Linked DNA regions of Columba livia: region 2 is linked to region 1. A link is a contact called in public Hi-C data. All regions are on one chromosome and are shown on one strand. Each heading gives the region's core, a stretch centred on a gene start, on an enhancer-like site or on the middle of the called end of the contact. The rest is flanking DNA. Distances are from core to core; before and after follow the strand shown. Region 1 has its middle 68 kb from the start of ATP5MC3. Region 2 holds the start of EVX2 (even-skipped homeobox 2).

The links. Hi-C and Micro-C count contacts between places; a contact is called where the count stands out from the background.
Region 2: a Hi-C map of crop shows a contact between it and region 1, with 4 times the contacts expected there. The contact joins the promoter of EVX2 here to the enhancer-like site in region 1. A contact is called at or near these places in 2 of 2 Hi-C or Micro-C datasets (crop and liver).

What each region holds. Positions count from the first base shown.
Region 1 is chr7:23,244,936-23,251,557 of bColLiv1.pat.W.v2, reverse strand. No RefSeq gene overlaps it. Among named protein-coding and RNA genes, the nearest start is that of ATP5MC3, 68 kb to the right of the region's middle. Within about 2 kb of position 2,242, at least 2 of the 3 cell types and tissues checked have an H3K27ac peak away from gene starts, as active enhancers do.
Region 2 is chr7:23,532,288-23,539,537 of bColLiv1.pat.W.v2, reverse strand. EVX2 (even-skipped homeobox 2) reads left to right here and starts at 3,735. Exons shown (of 3, transcript XM_065068850.1): 1 at 3,735-6,765. The coding sequence starts at 6,342.

The DNA of each region.
Region 1 (6,622 bases), core at 993-3,492:
TCACTTCAAACCAGTAAACATGGAAGATGTGTGTATATATTCATATCTATGAGTAATAAGAATGTAGTTAATAATTGTGCCTACAGTGCTATACTTAGCCATTACTTCCTTGGCACATCTTAAACCAAAGCAGTTTGCACTGTTCTGACAGCCGACAGGACACAGCAGCAAACATCCCATCACAATATTGGCACTCTTGCTTGCCCTTGCTGAAACCTTGCATGATTGTGCTGTACCAACTGTGTTGTCCAGAAGGCCATCATGAGTTGATCTTGTCATTTTGTGTCCTCTGAACCCTCCCAGGTCACACTGCAGGGAACAGAGTGGCCAAGGGAAGTCAGAGTATTGTGCTCATGATGAATTTGGCCCTTTATAAAAAGAAACTGGTATCCCTCTTTTCCCTCTCTTTCTCTCCAGTAGAAAATTTTCATTTTCAATCCAGTGGCTCATACAAGTCTCCTCATCTTTTTATTTGAAGCTCTCAGTCTCCAAATGAAGAGCAAAAGCTAAATTATACAAAGCAACATAAAAGGGATGCCAGTTATGATTAGGCTAAATTTAATGCACTCTCCTGTATATGTTAATGCTTTATGTACAGCTATGCATGCAGCTTAAAGAGATAGATAGAAAATAGCCTGGGAAGTAGAAGAAAATGAACTTCATAGCAAGAGCTGTGTTTCCCCAAATGGAAAGCATTTAAAGATTGGGAATTGCCTCTTTCTTTCACCCATGTTACCCTCCCAACTCTATCAGCCAACTTTCTGCTAACCCTCCCTCTGCTTTTAGTTATCAACTTGCCTTTTTTTTTTTTAATCCTGTTCGTAGGAAAAGAAAACAAGCAGACAAGAATGAAAAACAGAATTAGATAAATATCTGGCAGCATTTCATGAGAAGCGTATCCTAGAGAGAGCAACAACAATCTAGATAAGGTTCAACTTTTCTTTTTGCTTGCTTTAAGTGTAGTTGTTTGGCAGCTCCACACTTCCCGCGTATGCTTTGCAGTTTATGTATAAATATAAACTTTCTCCCCTGAGTATCACCCCACAAAGAAACAAATAATAATAGAAAAAAGTTTGAGGAAGATATCTGTAAATTATGAAAATTGTACGCATCCACAGTAACGTGTTTTGTAGAAAGATTTTTAAAGCAGCCTTTTTACTCTCACGTATAGGAAATGTAAAATGTGATGGCTGCTTTTTTTCATAACCAGTAACTGTAGAGGTAGGTATGAGGGGATGGGGAGGGACAAACAAACCTAAAGATGACAGATCTGTACAGAATGTTGTTAGTATGCCAGATCTTATTACAGAGCAGTGGGAGGCCTTGTACACTACGTACCAGCTCTATGGGGACCTCCATATTTAAAACAAGATGAAAAAAATGTGATTTGAAAAACCCCTCATGGGCAGCCTTCAAAGGCACAGACAGGTTCTGACTGGATTAACATTTATTGACTGTTTAAGCCTGCTTTTTTGCTTCAGGACAGAGATACATGAGTTTAATTGCGGAGGCTGTTCTGCCAACTGATCACCAGAGTGGCAACCAAAGCTTTACTAATCGGTCCTTCATTAAAGAAAAGTCTCTATTACAAAACAAATTAAGCATGCTCTGATCCTAACCTACAGGTCCAATAGCATTACAGCAAAGTTTAAGCTCTTAGAGCACTGAAAAACTTATTAAGGTTTAGTGCTGAGATAGCACTTTTGTATTGATTTTACAATACACAGGTATTATGATTTATGGAGTGCTAGTGTCACTCTAACAAGCTGAAGGACACACAATATCATCTCCAACATCATTAAAATTCAGAAGCCTCTAGAACTAACTCATCAACCACTGTATATTGTCACAGACTATAGAGCTGTATTCCAGTTGGAAAATGCCCTAAGCTTTCTGGACAGTTGTCTTCCCCAATCATATAATTAAAAATAAAAATGTATTTTAAAAAAAAGAACCAAAACTCTGTGCATTAAAAATTAACTAACTTCAAATATCTTGTTCATATAACAAAATGGCACTAATATTTACTATCATTTATAACATAATGAGTTTTTCTGCCTTCTGTTGCCTGAACGCTAAAGTACCAGTATTATATCTGTTGGAAAGAGCTGGCTAGTCCAAACGGAAAGAGGAAGGCTTTGACACGCTGAGTGAGAAAAGCCATGCACGATTTTACTTCGTTCTGTATCAGGAATGTTAAATTTTACCGAAGTTTGGGTCCTCACCCTGCCTCAGACCAAAGCCATCCCTCCCTCCCAAGCGGCTGCTCTTGCTCCTTTCCTAGGGGGAAAAAAAAAACAACAAAAACAAAACCAAAACGACAAAACCCGGCGCTCCGGCTTTTAAACGCGCAAAAAGCAGCGCCTGATGGCAACACAACAAAGCCGCTGCGAACAGCCGCACGCAGACAGAACCCGCGGCCCCGGCCCCGCGCCCCTCCCCGGCCGCCGCTGCGGCCCCGGCCCCGGCCTCGGCTCGGCCCCATCCCTGCCCGGCCCGCGGTTCTGCGGTGCGCTGGAGACCCCTGTCGGCGGCGGGAGGCAAGGGCGGCGGGGAGCCGGGGCCGCTCTGCCGCGGGCGGGAGCCGGGCTCGGGGCGTGGAGGGAGTCCCAAACATGAGCCACCCCAAAGTACATAGCTGAACATTCAGATTTCTGCTGTTAAAATGTTTCGTATTTGTTTGTTTGTTTGTTCGTTTCGGTTTTTTGTTTTGTGGGTGTTTTGGTTTGGTTTTGGTGGGGTTTTTTTCAGGTGTGTGCCTGCCCTTCCCGTAGTGCGGCAGTCAAGCCTAGGCTCTCGTTGCCCCGTGTTGAACTAGTAATGCCAAGTCAATATTTTTACGACCGGTGAGGGAACATACCGAATAGAGGCACAACTTTGCCTTTCTTCTAGTGATATCTCAGCACAGGAAATCCTCGATCTGGCAGTGTGTAGCCCGGCTCATTGAGAGCATGCAGATTACAATAGTATCCACAGCGTTGGAACAGATCTGGGTTAGCTGAAGGAATTTATCTTGGCAAAATCCTGTTTTATTATCATGCGTGGCATAAGTACTGCCTAATTGTGATTATATAAATAAGAATACTCAAGCCTGCATCCCTTCTGTGTTATTATTTGTGCAGCCCACATGTGGTCATTTACACCAGCACTACCAAATTGCTTAAAAATGGGTGTAGGAATCACTGTACAAACCGCTGGAGTACCAAACCCATTTGTCTTTAATAAGGTGATCTAAGATGCCGGGTATTATATAATAAGCATTTTTTTATTTTGTACAGTGATCGCTGGTAGCTGTTATTTCCTGCCTCAATTCATGAAAAGTGTTATATCATTTTATATATATATGTCTTTGCTATACAAATATAATCAAATATACAAACATGCGTTCTGCTGCCGATCTTTTGTGTGCGCAGCTCCCCATACAAGCTGCGGGAATGTTTCATGTGAAAGGACTTCAAAGTCAGGCGGTTGGGTAGTTAAGCTTATTAGAAAGCAGGCTTTATCTGAGGAGTCCCAAAGTGTCCTAAATTGAAAGAGCCTTGTGGTGTGCCCGTGCTTCTATTTGGCATATAAATATTCATTTTTCTCTCAAATTCTGAGATATCTAAATAGTTTTTATCTTTTAATTGATTTTAAAATGTAATTTAAAGATATAAAATTCTTCCTAAATTACTTTTCTAAATAATGTTAAATTGTAGCTCATATTACTTTTATCTTAAAATTCCTCAGATTTACTTCTTACGCTGATGTAAGTCTTAATTCAGCCAGGAGTGTCTCTTGATGTCAAATTGCACTATTGCACAGAACAGGTACATTCAGTGTAAGCAAGATCAGAATCACTTCATAATATGTGGGTAGCACTTGGAAGTAACTGAATGAAAACCCCCACAAAAGTATAAATTAGCATTTCTGTCTGCTGAGAATGGCAGTTCCCTCCTTTTTTTGGATCTCTTACAAATCTACTAAAAATCCTACAAGACTCAAGTGGTCCTGCAAAATGCTACTCCACTGTACAGCAGAGTAAAATCTAAAAGAATAAATTATTTTAAGTCTTCTTAAAATTACAACAGCATATATATCAAAAGGATTAGATGTTTCCCAAATTGATGTAAATATGTAGTAGTCAATGGCTTATTAGAGTGAAGTTTTTTTATACTTTGTTGCTTGTATCTTTAACAGCATATTATTTCTAGGGAAGGAAGAAAGGGCTTTTCTTTCCAGTATCACCAAAGCTGCCTGATTGCAAAACTGAATCAATCCTAAAATTAAAATTAGGAGGCCGGATCAGCATGAAAGCAATTGTGTTATAAGTCAGCGTTAAGACGTTATTGATAGAAAAGCTAATGCAATACATTTTCCTCTGTCACAGGTTTCTGGCCCAAAGCAATTTGCCAACTAGCTAACCACCTCAGCATAAACACGGGGGAGCCCCCGCTGGGCCCTGGAAATCCCGCTTGTCTGCAAGTGCACAATATACAAGGCAAATCTCCATAAAGCTCTTGCCACAGTTGAATACAAACACTCCTCAGGTCCTGCTGTGACTTGGCACACCCCGCTGGACAGCTGGAAACTGCGAGGAAAGGAGCTGCTGCCAATAACGGGTTACAGGGGATTGTCAGCGCAAAGTTTCCTGGAAACAGGCAGCGACTGACATTATTATTTTGCTGGAGGATATTGATGCGAGATATAAGATATATACAGTGCTGCACGGTTGCATTTGATATATATTTGACAGGGTATACAGTAAAGCATAGTACTTCTCTGGTACGATCTGTGTGCTTGAGCTGAGACTTAAACCCTGAAAAAACAAACAGAATTTGTCCCAACCTTACACTTTCCCTAACATAATTCTGGAAATCAGATATTGCTCTAAATGTCATTTTATTACATGTATCAAAAAGACTGAGCATACTAAGGGTCACGAATGTGTACCTAACACCTTTGCAGCTGCAGTTTACTGTAGATAGATTGCATACAGTCACTCTTTCATTTTTTTCTTGGAACCGCTTGCAATGAAGTGCTACTGGCGATCATTAAAAAAAAATTGCTCTTTTTATGTAGCTTGAATATACAAAATGGTACTTATCTGCATTCCAGTGTAAAGAATGCTTGGAAGACAATTCAATGATGTAAATGAAATGGCTAAATTAGAGATTGGCATACTTGATCATCATTAGTCTAATGTAATATAATTTTTAATGTTAAGAAGCTACATTTTCTAGCCCTGAATAAAAGCCCAGTGTTCTCTATGTGTTATAATAAATTAATGCAATAAAACCAGGTACACTTATCCTGTAAAGAAGCTTATTAACCAGACTGCTAGTGCTGCAAAATTCGGCATACAGTAAACAATACTTTTTTTGTTAGAATAATGACGTACAGTTTATTCTTTTATACTGTGCAGCACTTGGGGACCACATCCATTTACCAAAATAATACCAAATTAGTACTGCAAATATTGAAATCAGACCTTTCAGACTAACCAGTGGCCTAATTTTCTCTTCAACCTGCTCTTAATCTCAATTCATCAATAACACTGCCTTATTACAGGACTTTGACAGCGAGCTAGGGCTTTTGATAAATTATACATCTCAAGCCAGATTTAAAATTTGAAGCTCAAGTGCTAATTATCTGTACAGGCCTAGTTAATAACGAGATTTCTTGTTAAGTATCTGATCACAGCATGGGCATCATTTGTCAAGAACCTCAAGTCTACCTTGGAGACTAGCTCTTCGAATTCTCCCTTGCCTACCATATGTAAAATTGGGATCTTTGTTTCTATAATAACCTTTTATTAGGAAGCTGACATAATGATTAAGTTTGCTGTAGACACATACAACGAGTTAGACAATTACCCTTGCTGCTTTAAACTACTCAGGCTCCTAGCAAGACAAAATAATTAATATTGAATTTTAATTTGATGTGTTCCACATTTAAACCCCAATTTGCAAAGTACACCTGGAAGGCTGCCGCTGTTTCCTTGCAGTTTGTGCTGATGAAATAAAGGCTCCTGCCGTTTGGATGTAAAAGCACAGAAGGCATGATGCACCACAATCACTTCTCAGTGGAGCAAAGAATTTTCAAGCATTAATGGGAAAGGTAATTACCTAGGTCTAACTTTATAGCCTTTTCTCTAATGAAACTATAATCTCCCAGGCCTACATGGTTTAAGCATTTACATGATTTTAACGATTTCACTGCCATAGCAGTTGTCACACGTGGTAGTTTAAAAATTCAGTGCCTTAAAACAAAGATGCTAATTATATTTCTATATTTTTATTATTGAAGTAAAACTGGACTGTGCAAAGTGACAGAACGACAGTAAAAACAACCATGCGCTGCATTGCCTAAGCAGAAGGTCAGGCATATTTTTTTGCAGGAAAAAAGGCGTCTGAGAGCTTTCACAACTGTACCTGTTAACTGTGCTGGGTGGTGTAACTCCCCAGGGCTTTGGCTGTGGGGCAGAGCCATGTGCTCCAAGGATCTTTGATCACTCCAACCTCAGGCAAAACTGCCATCATATCAACATGTGTAGTTGTTCCTTACTAAAATACAAATGTTCTCAACTATGATCACCCGATGACATATCACATACCTACAGTATTGCCCTTGTGAGGTGCAG
Region 2 (7,250 bases), core at 2,486-4,985, 290 kb before region 1:
CTAAACCTGGCACTCATTAGATGTGGCTTTTTTCCCCTTGCAGTGTCAGTTCATGTGGTAAGGCAGCCTAGTTAAAACGCAGTGTTCGCTTATGCTGACGGTTGTTCTGGGGGTGAGTTCCCAAGACTGTGACAAATCCTTCTGTCGTCTCTTTCGACTCTCCCGCTGAGTCAGGATGGAAATTGGAAGAGCGAGAAGAACTGGGAATTGAATGAGCTCCGAAGACGTGTTCCAACCCCAGCCCCAGCTCCAACGCCAGCCCCTGCCCCTTCGGGCCGGCTCCTGTCGCTCCGCAGTTGCGTACTGCAAACACGTAACCCTCTCTCTGGCGCGGAAGGCAACAAGTTGCTGGGAAAGGCGGCAGCTCCGCGAGAAGGACGGGGAAACGCCGCGGCAGCTGAAAAGAATATAGCTGGGCCGTATTTATTGTCCCAACGGAGGCTCAGCCGCAAGAGAGAAAAGAGGCAGCTGCCGTGTAGTTGAAAGTCAGCGTTGACACAGTTTCGGAGTTGGGGTGCCCTTGCTGAGCAGACTGGGCAGGCAGCGGCGGGGCCTCCGGACTACTGGCAGCCGCGGAGAGGCCGAGTGGCAGAGAGGTCGCGCAGCAGCCGCCCGCCCCGCAGCCCTGCTTTGTAGCCGGTCTAATAGTCGTTGGCAATTTGTGGAAGCGATCATTAGCTATAACCACTTAATTGCTATTAGTCTTTCATAATCAGCTAAGAAGTGAGTCAGATGTGATTACGTGTTTCTCACGGGTGTAAGCCGAATCAGTATTTACTCTCAGGATACGAAACCCTATATGATTAGGAGGATGGTTTGTGGAGGCACAAGTTTCCCATCCTTTTATGTCCCTGCACGCAGCTTTCTAGTGAAAATATTGCTAACACTTTGAATTCCGGAGAAAGAAGAGACTTTATTTCTCCAGACATATTTCCCGTTTTGTTTCCTCTTGCAATAAATGCGGTGAAATTTTGTCTCCTGTCACGTCATTTTAAATAAGGCAGCCGAAAGAAAGGAGAATCTAAAGCACAGGGCTTTGGAGATTGTTGAGCTCTGTTGCATCAAAGCAAATCATGGTGCAGCCGCAGCGACATCCGCAGAGCACCTCAGCCCTCCCGAGACCTCTGCTCCAGCGAGAGCCCCTCGGTATCCCTGAAAACTGTGTCTTTGGATGAGTTTATGACCAACGACTTCAATTTCGTAATAAGCCGTTTTGTAGAGGGTGTAGAAAACAGCACTGCCTTGCGCGGCAGGATATTATGCACGCGAATAAAAATAATGAGCTCATGAGCCAAGGTCGGATCGCTTTGAGCATCCACCCAGTTTACAAGTGGCAGGACGCGTCCCACGCCCCGAAACCCGGGGGCAGTGCTGCGGCCCTGTCCCCGCACATCCGCTATCCGGGGAGGACAGTCCCGATGGAGACTTCGCTCCGCGGCAGGCAGGGCGACGTACCGACCTTGCCGGGCTTCTGCCTGCAGGACAGTCCTCGCCTTCCCCCAGCGCTGGCTCTGCAGATGCCCAGCGCCTCGCGGAGACGCACCGCATTTTCCATTGACACACTGGACGGGAATCTGCACAGATAGCATCGCTGCAGAAAGTGTTTGTGTTCAGCCCCTGAAAAAACAGGTGTTTTTTTTTTTTTTCTTCCCTGAAATTATCTCATTTCCTCAAATACATGTGCAGTAATTTAACACAGTTAAGACTCCATAAGCTTTTAGTACAGGCTCTTAGTATTTGCTGTCTGCCCTCTGCCTGGTCTCTCCCAGGAAAAATAATCCAGTTTTTCCATCACCTACCTCGCCAGAATTTGCCGATGGTAACAATATTTTTACGATGTCTCTTCTCTTGCTAGTGTTTGCTCCAGAAAACAAAAGCAAACACGAACACATATTTCCCAAACACCTTTCCCAGAGCAAACGAAGTATGCAAATGAAGAGAAAAGCAATCCATTTACATTTATCAAAAAACTTTTCCCCATGCCCACTGCGTTCCATTGTTACTTTCTAACCTGTGTGGACTTTTAATAGTATAACAGAAGAGAGGAGCTTTCGTTATCTACCACGCCTTAAAAAAAAACAAAAAAATAAAATAAAAAGCCAGTTACAGTACTGAAAAGATTTAGCACCAAAGCAGGGAAAATAGTTGTGGGTTTTGTGTTTGTTTTTGTTTGTTTGTTTGTTTGTTTTTCCTCCAGATATATGTCATAGCTTGTTGTGTGTTTATTCATGTCAACTTTAAAAACCGATTTCGAGTGGGAGAAAGTTTTCTCCCGACACCCTGCACAGCCTTTCAGCACATGCGGGAGTTGAACTTGAGCTCTCGGGTCACGGGCTGGTGCTGGCCGGCCCCTGACTCCCTGACTCCCCTGACTCTGCTCTGAAGCAGCGCGGGGACCTCGGGGACGCTGACCTGGGATGAGCTCGCCGACCTGCCTCAGCTGCCGGCTGAAACGAAACGTCGGCCGAACAGCTTCGCGGCCGGAGTAACGCTTTCTCGTTTAAATTAAAACCGGTTTGCGTGCAAAAGCAGCCCCAGAAGACATCGTGTAATCATTAACATTGCAAAGCGAGCGCCCGCGGGATCTCAGCCTGTATAGCGGGGGGAGGGACGATGCTGCAGGGCCCGCGTGACTCGGGAACATGCTGGCTCCGTTTCCTTCACCTCTCTCGGGTGACAGTTCGCAGAGAATCAGGCCTGAAAGGAGAATTGAACGTCCCGAGTTTGGCTCTTTACATGCATGTAGGCATGAGGCGGAGAGTCGCGGCTGAGCGGGGGTACGGTGGGTGCGCTGCCAGGGCGCGGAGTTGCGCTGTCGGTGTCCTCGGGAGGGCAGCGCCCGCGGCTCCTTCGCGCATTGCCACCAATGCACCGCCAGGTGGCGCCGCCTTGCACGCCGCCAGTGCTGCCGCGGGCGCTGAGCGCACTCCTCGGCCCTGAGCGGAGTCCCTCGGGGCAGCCCCCACTCCCGCGGCGCTCGCTTGGACACAACCCCCCTCAGCCCCACACACCCGCGACCAGAGCAACACCAGGTGCTCAGACCCCGCGAGGGGCGACCCGGAGAACTTGCGCTGCCGCCGATGGCCCGCCTGCGCTGCTCGCCGCCACGGGCCCCTGTTGGCAGCCTGCCCCTCCGAGGAGGAGGAAGCAGATATTCCTGTTCGTCTTCCCAAGCACGCTCTGAGCGGTGAAAAGCTGGCCGAGATGTTGTTTGGCTGATTTAACACGAACTTCATTTCAATTAAGTTGTGTGACCTGTTTTTCCTGGCTCCGGTTTAATAAACGAGCACTGAAATATTCTTTGATGCCTTGAGCAATAACTTTCAAGGTAAAAATGAAAAGAAGTTTGGCCACAGGCCTAAGCAGCTATTTAAACTTACAAGAACAACTGAGTAAACAGCGTCTAACAAAACCTTCCATATTTTAGCGGTCTCTGTGACTTCCTCCCCCTTTGCTCACTAATGTCACTGTAATGCCGGAGGTTCTTTAGATTGAGCTGTGGGTTTTGAACTATAAACATATGCCAAAAGGTTTTTAGTCTGTGCTGTTGCTTTTGGGAAAACAAAACAAGATAAAAAGATAAACATCGGTGCAGTAAATGCATCTAGTTGGCTGGGAATATAAATATCAGATGACTAGTTTATTAGTGAGTTGACGGTTGGGGGTGTGCTGATAAACTGCATGGTGGGGAACGGGCTTGCTACCGCACATCTATTTAGAGGAAGATTATTAGCGTATTTTACTACATGTTATTTCCCTTGCTTTATTTTAAGTCACATTGTACGTAACCTAAGGTATCAGTATTATTTAAAAGGTGCAAAATATAAAATAACACTAATAAAGATGTAACTTGTAACATGTAACTTGTTTCTCTCACATCGAGGCTTTTCATAGTCTTTTTCCACCGCTCTGAACAACATAAAAAGCGTCCCATCTCTCTTAGTAGTGCAGTAACAGTTCTGGAGTCTAAAGATGTGCCGGCTTTGGTTGTGCGCACACACGAGTGCCTCGGAGATCTGCTATCGCGGCTGCGGTTTTCCGAAGAGCAGGGGGAAAGTTGCTCGCCCTGTTACAGCCTTTAAGAAAACAGACGAGGGCGCCAAACGACAGCAATAAACCAGCCGCAGGCTTCCGCTCCGCCTCCCGCCCCGCCGGAGCAGCCGGCTGCTACGGCAGGCGAAGCGGGGGCTTCGGGACCCCGGCACGGCTGGGTGTCCCGGGCCCGCCGGGCGGTGCGGTGCCTGCTGCCGCCCGCGGGGAGCCCGCTCGGCCACGCTCAGCAAGGTCTGAGCTGGGGTGTAACAGCGGGACACCCTCCGCCCCGCCGGGAGGGCAGTGCAAAGCCCCCCGCCCGGCCCGGCCGGGGGGAACCCAGGGGAAATCGTGTACCGGTTCTCCCCGCCGCCCCGCGGCTTGTATCCCACTCCACTCCCTCGCCGTCGTCCCGCTCCACTGCCGCGCCCGCGAGGAGGAAAAGTTGATATTTACTTTTGTCTGTTTTGGGGGCTGTAATACGCAGGACACCACACTGCAGTCGAAATTCATATTTCAAAGGGCTAACATAAAACTCTCATTAATTGAGGGGTGGATTCTGCAAACAACGCTTAGAATGTTTTCTAAATATTCGCTGGAATGTTTAGGGAGACTTTAACACTTTTTTTTTTTTTTTTTAATCTATCATATGTGTCATTTTCGAGCTATGAGTAGTGCGCTAGAGCATAACTTAAGAGATGTATGTAAATAACTTTAGCGGGAACATCTCTTCTCGGAAAAAAAAAAAAAAATCAAACCCGCGTTTAATCACAGGAAACATTAGGTTGTTTCTCCGGGCGATGAAATTCAGATTCCCAGGGTCTAAATACTAGATGATGTGAGTGAAAAAAATCATGGCGAGCATAAAGGTTGGGCACTTCAGAGATGCTAAGGAGAGATGCAAAGGATTTATCTTCGTTTAAATGGTTGCTATCAGCGTCATTATTACTAACAAAGTTATCACTGAAGGGAGACTTCCTGACCGCCACGTCTGCCGAGCGCCGCAGACCGTGTCCACTGCAAGGAGCGGAGGGATGAGATCCCTGAGCCACAGGTAACTTCGGAGAGAGGGTGCTAAAGGTGAAGTCTCTGCTAGCTAGAAGCCTGTGGGCGATGAACCCCCCTCATTTATATTCTTAATTTCTAAATGCGTAGAGTTTATTGGCCGTGGGGAGGGAGGAAGCAGAGGGCTGGAAAGAAACTTGCCGGGAGGATGAAATCGCACGGCCGCGGAGTGTTCTAAATCACAAATATATTTAATGTTCTTCGATTATTTCTCCCCCGTCATCAGCCAGTGTTGTCCCAGAGGGAAGAAGCGGGCTATCTTCTTCGATAAGCAGGATTATAGAAAGTAAAAAGGAGATCACATTTATGGACACAACGAATAAAAATATATTAGAATTATAATATATTACATTATAATAAATATTTTAATTTCCCGGCAACTGCTGTAAGTGTACTCGAATTGGTGCGTGCCGGCAGTACCGGTCTTTTAAAGTCTGGATATAATGTTTGCGCGTGTGAGGGGGTGCGTGGGGGTGTCAGTGTAAATTCCTAAATAAAAGTACTAATGTGACCTAGAAATTGCAAGAAAAAAGTAAAGAGAAATCAATGGCAGGATGTTCTCTGTCCTCTGGTTGTCTTCCAGCATTTCGTCGCGTTGTGATCTAAAATTCGCCTTAGAAATATTAATAAAGAAAAGCATTATCTAATATTTAGCATGTAGCTCTGTCCGAGGACAAATGAGAAAGAAGCTGCATCATTAGGACCTAAAAGGCAACAAAACAAAAATCAGAGCATAATGATGCACCTAAATGAAGGGGGAAATGTTGCAGAGCTCATTTTATTAATCAGACTGTCAATTCCACCCCAGAGGCCAAACCCCAGAGCAATTCAAGCAAGATCTGATCAAGCTAAGGACAAGAGCTTTACTCCTCACTTCTTGTCTTTCTTTCTTTCCACCTGGATATATTTGTCTGCTCTGAAGCCGCCTTCATTATCCACTGACAGGAGCTTGTATTTATTTGCTTATAAACCTGTTACAATAAATGATTATTCGAACAGCGTCATTCATACCTTAATGACGAGCACCACTTTTTGATGAATGACATTTCGGGCTAGAAAGGATGTATGGGTCATTTTGACCAGTCATTCCCTCGCTTTGGCATCCCACAATTTTTACGCCTCCCTCAAAAAGAGATAATAATATTTAGAGACACTTGCCGGGCTGAATGTGAATTAGCCCCTGCTGCAGCTCATCATTAGTACAGGACCAGCCCTGCAACTTTGACATTTTTTATAAAGCTGAGATGATGGAAAGAATAAGAAAAGAGATGATCCTGATGGAGAGAGGGCTGCACAGCCCTACAGCTGGCAAAAGGCTCTCAAATTTGTCAGACTCAGCTGGAAATGCGGTGCTGGAGGCCCTTGAAAATTCTCCGCACAGTGGTCGCCTCAGCCCGAGACTGACTGCCGCCTCCCTGCACAGCGCTATAGGGGACATCTCCACCAAAGGCAAATTTGAAATAGACACTTTATTCAATCTTCAGCATCCGAGCAGTGAAAGCACCGTCTCCTCCGAAATCCCGCCGTCGGACAGCAGGAAGAAAATCAGCCTTTATTCCGAAGTTGCTCAAGAGGCAGATATGAACAGTGATGTGGAGGTAGGCTGCTCCGCGCTCCGCTCCCCAGCCAGCCTGACTTCCTCGCAGCTGAAGGAAAACAGTAACAAAGGTAACTCTTCCTTTATGATCTCCATCTAAGCCCCGCATTTTGCCAACCGGCTTTAAAAAACAAAGCAAACCTACCGCCACCGCCAAAGTTGCTCTCCTCTGCACCGGCGCTCTTTCTTCTGCGAAGATAGAGCTCCAGGCTGTAAAATATTATTGCAATTACTGCGCTCTCCCGATAGCCGAGACACACTGCCCAGGCAGTTCCTGTGCGGGTGCATGTCTGTGTGCATGCCCAAATCCACTGGTATGTAGATATATATCCAGAATAGATGTGAGTACAGATATCCACCCACCTATGTTTAGGGAAATATTTCTCCTGATTTTTCCTCACGCTCTTGGAGCTCTCGGCGTCTCTCGAGCTGTATGCATGTGTATATACATACACAGATTAAATTAGAGACAGAGAGAGGAGTGCGAGGAAACTACCCATATTTTCCTGTGTGTGTCCTTCTCTGTGTATATGCAACGTGCTGTCTTGTGTCCACC